2 separate regions of the Xenopus tropicalis genome follow, and region 1 is linked to region 2. The links are chromatin contacts, called in public Hi-C maps. All regions are on one chromosome and are shown on one strand. Each heading gives the region's core, a stretch centred on a gene start, on an enhancer-like site or on the middle of the called end of the contact. The rest is flanking DNA. Distances are from core to core; before and after follow the strand shown.

Region 1 (3,590 bases), core at 718-3,217, 150 kb after region 2:
TCGTCAAACTCATAAGTTCAAGTATTCTTCAGAACTGGACAATGACCGTAGACCTCAGGGACACATATTATCATGTTGTTGTCAGTTTGGAAGATCAGAAGTTCCTGAGGTTTGCAACTGGGTCGCATCATTTCCAGCTCGCTCCCCTGCCCTTTTCTGTTTTCAAGGTCTCGACTTTTCTTTTATCTTTTCTCTTGTTTCTGTTCATATGTGCTTCTTATTTAGCTTATCACATGATCCCAGTCCAGTGCTTATAATTAATGCATTTTTTTTTTTCATATTTACTTTCCTCTAACCCTCAGCTCCCTCCACTTTGTCTCTTTATTTCCCATTCTCTGTTGCTCTCTCTTTTTTCCCTTCATTTTCTAAGAAGTTTCATTATTACTATCTTAAAAGTAATTAATTGTACTGGCCATTGGGAATGACGATTGAACAGAAAATATTTGATGGATTTGTCGGATTGCACTCAAATTGGTCATTAGGAAAAAAAATCTTAATATTGCCAGTTTAACTGGAGAACCCGCTACTTCACTCTCACACAGAGCAGCCACTGTAGAAATCCTGCCCCTTTTCCCTACCCATGTCAGCACAGCAAACGAGAGAGTTACGGTGGCCACACACGTGGCCATCGGTCGCACGAAAGATTGTACAATCAGCCACAAACCATTCAGGGCTGAAACGGCAGATAAGGAAGTAGAAACAATAGGATTTCTACTTCCTTCTGCCGATTCAGTGCTGAAGGCAGATTTTGGTCAGGTGCCTTCTATGGCGCCCGATCAAAATCTTTTAACTGGTCCGATCTGCGAGTCGACTGATATCAGCAGCTTCCTGCGATATCGGTTGACTTGTCGACTTGCCATACACGCACAGAATATCGTATGAAACGAGGTTTCGTACAATATTATTGGTGCGTGTATGGCCAGCTTTATAGTTATTAATGGGTTGGAAAAATGTGATTGCAGGCAGTTTGGGTCATGGCAATTGGCCACCTGGGGCCCCTAGTGAACGCAGCATGGCCAGGTCCCCCTTCAGACTGGAACAGATACCCCTACATGCTGACAGCACTGTCTTCCAGCAGGCAGAGCCACTGACTGGCACACTTCACACTGACTGGCGCATACAAACTGACTGGCATACTGACTGGCACACACACTGACTGGCATACTGACTGGCACACTTCACACTGACTGGCATACTACACACTGACTGGCACACTTCACACTGACTGGCATACTGACTGGCACACTACACACTGACTGGCATACTGACTGGCACACACACTGACTGGCATACAAACTGACTGGCATACTGACTGGCACACACACTGACTGGCATACTGACTGGCACACACACTGACTGGCATACTACACACTGACTGGCACACTTCACACTGACTGGCATACTGACTGGCACACACACTGACTGGCATACTACACACTGACTGGCATACTGACTGGCACACTTCACACTGACTGGCACACTTCACACTGACTGGCATACTACACACTGACTGGCATACTGACTAGCACACTTCACACTGACTGGCACACTTCACACTGACTGGCATACTACACACTGACTGGCATACTGACTAGCACACTTCACACTGACTGGCACACTTCACACTGACTGGCATACTACACACTGACTGGCATACTGACTAGCACACTTCACACTGACTGGCACACTTCACACTGACTGGCACACTTCACACTGACTGGCACACTTCACACTGACTGGCATACTACACATTGACTGGCACACACACTGACTGGCATACTACACATTGACTGGCACACACACTGGCACATACACACCCTTTACTGACTTCCTCCATTATCAAGAAAAGGAATGTTACTATCGCTTCCCCACTAGGCGGAGCCGCATCCCAGCCCACACCATATCCCCTCCCTTTCTATCCTACTCTCTAGCCCTCACACAGTTCCGGCTCTGCCCCTTCCAGCTTTTGAGAAACAACAACCGGTCCGCTGTGCTCGGCTCCCCCGTCAGATACGACAAGCGCTATCCACCCAAGGTAAGAGCCTGACTCCTTCCCGCCATTCCCGGCATATAGCCCCGCCCTACTACGAGTTCCCCGCAGCCGAGCCGCGGCCTCAGTGTGGCGCGCACAATGGGAGTGGGAGTGGCCACGGCCGTTACGCTCCCCTATGTACTGCAGCATGGGAAGGGGAGGCAGCTGGCACATATCAGTGGGCCCACATTAAAGCATGCCCTTGTACGAACGATTCCATTAACCTCGATAGATGTTTTAAAAAAAAAAAAACTTTTCAGTAAGCAATAATGATGGTATTTATTGTATGTACTTATGCTGCAAATGGCCCCCAAGGCTAGCAGCACTACACGATTATTTTTCGCATTTGGCTTTGATATTTACCAGGGATAGCCATGGGGTAACTTGGGCACAGGGTGCAGAAGGACGTGTGTGTGGGCTTCATACCCTCAGACTTTTAGACCCCTCTGTGCCCACAGGATTAGCTGATAGTGCTGCTGTAGTTCTATTACTGTGGGAAACTATTTGCCACCTCTGGTATAAGGGACATGATGTTCATCTTCTCTCATAGTAAAAATAGCGCTGGGCACCAAGTCTGGACTGAGATTTGAAAAAGACCCTGTCATTTTAGGTGCACATATGCCAACAGCCCCCCACAGGCCTTCCGCCATTTGCCAGAATGTACAAGTTGGCAGTGTTGGCCTGCTGGGCACATACACCTACACTTTAGACTCACAACCTGTATACAATTCCTGATGCCAGAATTAATACTGAAGAAAACTAAAAACGGGGGTTTTCAGAAAACACAGCAGCCCTATCTGTTTCTGGTCTTGTTGGGTAGAACTGGCAAGCCTGAAGATGGACAGGTTTTCAAGAGATAATGGGCTGTGTTCTTGCAGCTCTCTATGAAAAAGTAACTGGTGTTTTAGGGCTGTAGTTTCTATATGGGCATTCTTGGGCCCACCACTGGCCACTTGCTGCAGAGTGGTAGCCTTCTCTGACCCATGCATGGCATAGACCAGATAATACATGGGGAGCAGTGTATTTTTGCTGATGTAGTAACGCCTAAACATGGCTGTGCCCCCTGTGTATAGACCAGAAGAGTTGGTGGGTAAGGGAGGATGTGCCACGCCCAGTGACTTTTCCATGAGAAAACAAACCACCACCCGTGCCAACCTCAGTGGCTCCTTTGTTGTGAAATTCACCAACCATCCAGGGGCATTTGTCAATTCAGATTTGCAATGGTGCCCACCAATATGTTTTACGAGGCTATTTGGGTTACCATCTCTTTGGGCAGAGGCAGACAGGGTTGAACCAGACCAATTTGTGACAAGTGGACATGCGGGAAACTCATACATTTTAGAAGACTGTTTAATACAAATTGCTGATTGGTTGCTACTGCCAATTGCACTTGTTCCCATGTTTTTTTAATCAGTCCTTGTGTTGCTTATCAGCTCTACTCCAGCTAAGACTCATTTCCCTCAATGCCTTGTATTAATTACTTAGTTGGAACCCTATCTTGCCCGCTGCAAACCTGACCTCCTGAGCTGTCGTTATTTATATAGCAGTTCTTCTCTGA
Region 2 (3,200 bases), core at 584-3,083:
TCCAGAACAGTGTAATAAATAATAACAGCAAAATATGTGCACTGTTTATTTTTAATTAGCTCCCCCCCCATTATTATGAAATTTTCCCTGCTTATTTATAGGCATAATTTGCGCTTGGGAGTACTGATCGCCTTCCAGCGCCATTTTGTTTGCAAAGAGCCTAGGTTTAACACCCTTGCACCAATTTATTTGCTTTGTAACACAGGAGGGCTCATCTACAAACACTAGGGCAACTTTAAAGGTAATTATGCAGACTTTGTCTACTTGCACCAAAACACGCTCCTTAGCATATTGCAGCAGGTGCATTTGCTTTGATAAGCGGCGCACAATTGCATGCATGGGCACACTCACCAGCCTAGGCCTGGTATATGAATAGTATTAAAAACGTACAAAAGCTTGGCAGAAACCCATAAGACAATACTAAACCCATGGTTAAACCATGATACTCCATCCATACTACTAGTAAAACAAAAACTACACCACATCTTCCATATATGGACTGGCTGGAAGCAATAACTAAAAAAGAACAAAACACCAAAAAACAAAAAAAATCTTTAACACCCAGCTCACATACATAACCTCCCTTCCACACACAATTAGACATCTCACAGTTTATACATTTAGATAAACAACATGGTTACAACATGGAAACCCTGAAAGAAAACCCACTTCTCCTGGAAGCATCCCAATACCTACAACACATATATTAAGACAATGGACAACAAGACCATGCACCCCCCAGGAGCCCCCAAACAAACAGACAATTGGCAACTAACCTACAATCAGGGTTGGACCAGGGGGTGCAGGGCCCACCAGGGCTGCCGCTCCAGGGGCCCCCGCAAGTTAAACTTACTTTCTATTATCCGGAATAGCCTTGGTCACAAGCATTCTGGATAATGGGCCGTATACCTGTACAGGTATCGGACCCCTTATCCGGAAACCCGTTATCCAGAAAGCTCCGAATTACGGAATGCCCATCTCCCATAGACTCCATTTTAATCAAATAATTCAGAATTTTAAAACTGATTTGCTTTTTCTATGTAGAAATAAAACAGAACCTTGTAATTGATTCCAACTAAGATATAATTAATCCTTATTGGATGCAAAACAATTCTATTGGGTTTAATTAATGTTTTATTGATTTTTTAGTAGACTTAAGGTATGGAGATCCAAATTACGGAAAGACCCCTTATCCGGAATACCCTTGGTCCCGAGCATTCTGGATAATGGGTCCTATACCTGTACTTGCATTTGTAGACACACCCTAGTATGGCCCCTATAGACACGCTCAGGCTTGTTGGTGTGCATTCAGTTTGCCATGTTGCTTGTATGTTCCACAGCATGTCTGAGCATGTGGTACAGCCCTGCTATTGCCTAGGGCACATATGTACACACAGTGCTTTCCATTCAAACATTGGCCCCATATAATAAGTATAACTGTTGGTAAAATCTTCTCATTCTGCCACATTTTTATTATCCCCTTTACCCCATGAAGATTCCTTTTTAGGGGTTGAAATGAGTGGGGTTGGTACTCTGGCTATTTAGATTTGATTGTGCATTAATACAACTTTTATTTAGTGTGCAATGCCTTGTGTATATTTGCTCTGTATGTGTTGGTGCTGCAATTGGTCAGGCTGTCCTGTACTAGTGTCTATGTGAAACCTTTATTAGCTGCCCTGCATTTGTGTGTTACTGTTCCCTTTGTGTGTTTGTGTGGTACAGTAACAAACTGGACTAGACTGCTGTGTGTGTGTGTGCGATTAGCTAGGCTGCTGTGTGTGCGATTAGCTAGGCTTGCTGTGCGGTGCTGTGATTAGCTAGGCTGTGTGAGTGTGTGTGTGTACACGCTGGGTTGCTGTGGTAACACACTCACATTCTATTCCATTCAGGTCAGGTTTGTATAAAGCTTCTCTTGGCAACCGGGACCTAGCGGGGCACTGGAAGAGCCCGAACCATCACTGCACGGTAATGGATTCCCCCTAAACTCTATTGAAACTATTTCTGTAGCGTTCCCCATATCCAGCCTGGCCCCTCACTACCTCCCTGTGCTTGCCCCTTACTCACCCACCTTCCCCTGTGCCCCCCCCCCCCCCCGGCCTCCTGGGATCATCTCCGGCTGTGTCTCCTGCTAATCTCTGCTGGGCTCTTTGTCTGTTCCGCTGCCCAGCACCCAATTACTGCTCTGCCCAGCACCCAATTACTGCTCTGCCCAGCACCCAATTACTGTTCTGCCCAGCACCCAATTACTGCTCTGCCCAGCACCCAATTACTACTCTGCCCAGCACCCAATTACTACTCTGCCCAGCACCCAATTACTGCTCTGCCCAGCACCCAATTACTGCTCTGCCCAGCACCCAATTACTGCTCTGCCCAGCACCCAATTACTGCTCTGCCCAGCACCCAATTACTGCTCTGCCCAGCACCCAATTACTGCTCTGCCCAGCACCCAATTACTGCTCTGCCCAGCACCCAATTACTGCTCTGCCCAGCACCCAATTACTGCTCTGCCCAGCACCCAATTACTGCTCTGCCCAGCACCCAATTACTGCTCTGCCCAGCACCCAATTACTGCTCTGCCCAGCACCCAATTACTACTCTGCCCAGCACCCAATTACTACTCTGCCCAGCACCCAATTACTACTCTGCCCAGCACCCAATTACTGCTCTGCCCAGCACCCAATTACTACTCTGCCCAGCACGCAATTACTATCTGCCCAGCACCCAATTACTGCTCTGCCCAGCACCCAATTACTACTCTGCCCAGCACCCAATTACTGCTCTGCCCAGCACCCAATTACTACTCTGCCCAGCACCCAATTACTACTCTGCCCAGCACCCAATTACTGCTCTGCCCAGCACCCAATTACTACTCTGCCCAGCACCCAATTACTACTCTGCCCAGCACGCAATTACTATCTGCCCAGCACCCAATTACTGCTCTGCCCAGCACCCAATTACTACTCTGCCCAGCACCCAATTACTACTCTGCCCAGCACCCAATTACTACTCTGCCCATCTCCCCATGAGAACCTCAGTGTCTGCACCCCGGCATTCACCCCATAACTCCCAGCTAGCAGTCTCTCACACCCACTCTGCTCATACTCTCTTATGGTTTCTTCCTCTTCCTTTAGGTTTAAAAAGCATGTTTTTATCCCCCACAGATTACCCAAACCCTGACAGATCGGCCAGGAGAAGGTTAA

Evidence for each region. A called contact is a pair of places that touch in the nucleus more often than the background predicts.
Region 1: a Hi-C map of neurula embryo shows a contact between it and region 2, with 2.5 times the contacts expected there. The contact joins the promoter of emd here to the promoter of akna in region 2. A contact is called at or near these places in 3 of 5 Hi-C or Micro-C datasets (brain, neurula embryo and tailbud embryo).

What each region holds. Positions count from the first base shown.
Region 1 is chr8:32,069,386-32,072,975 of UCB_Xtro_10.0, forward strand. emd (emerin) reads left to right here and starts at 1,968. Exons shown (of 8, transcript NM_001113046.1): 1 at 1,968-2,035.
Region 2 is chr8:31,924,038-31,927,237 of UCB_Xtro_10.0, forward strand. It overlaps akna (microtubule organization protein AKNA), which reads left to right and starts at 1,834. Exons shown (of 23, transcript XM_031890877.1): 1 at 1,834-1,965.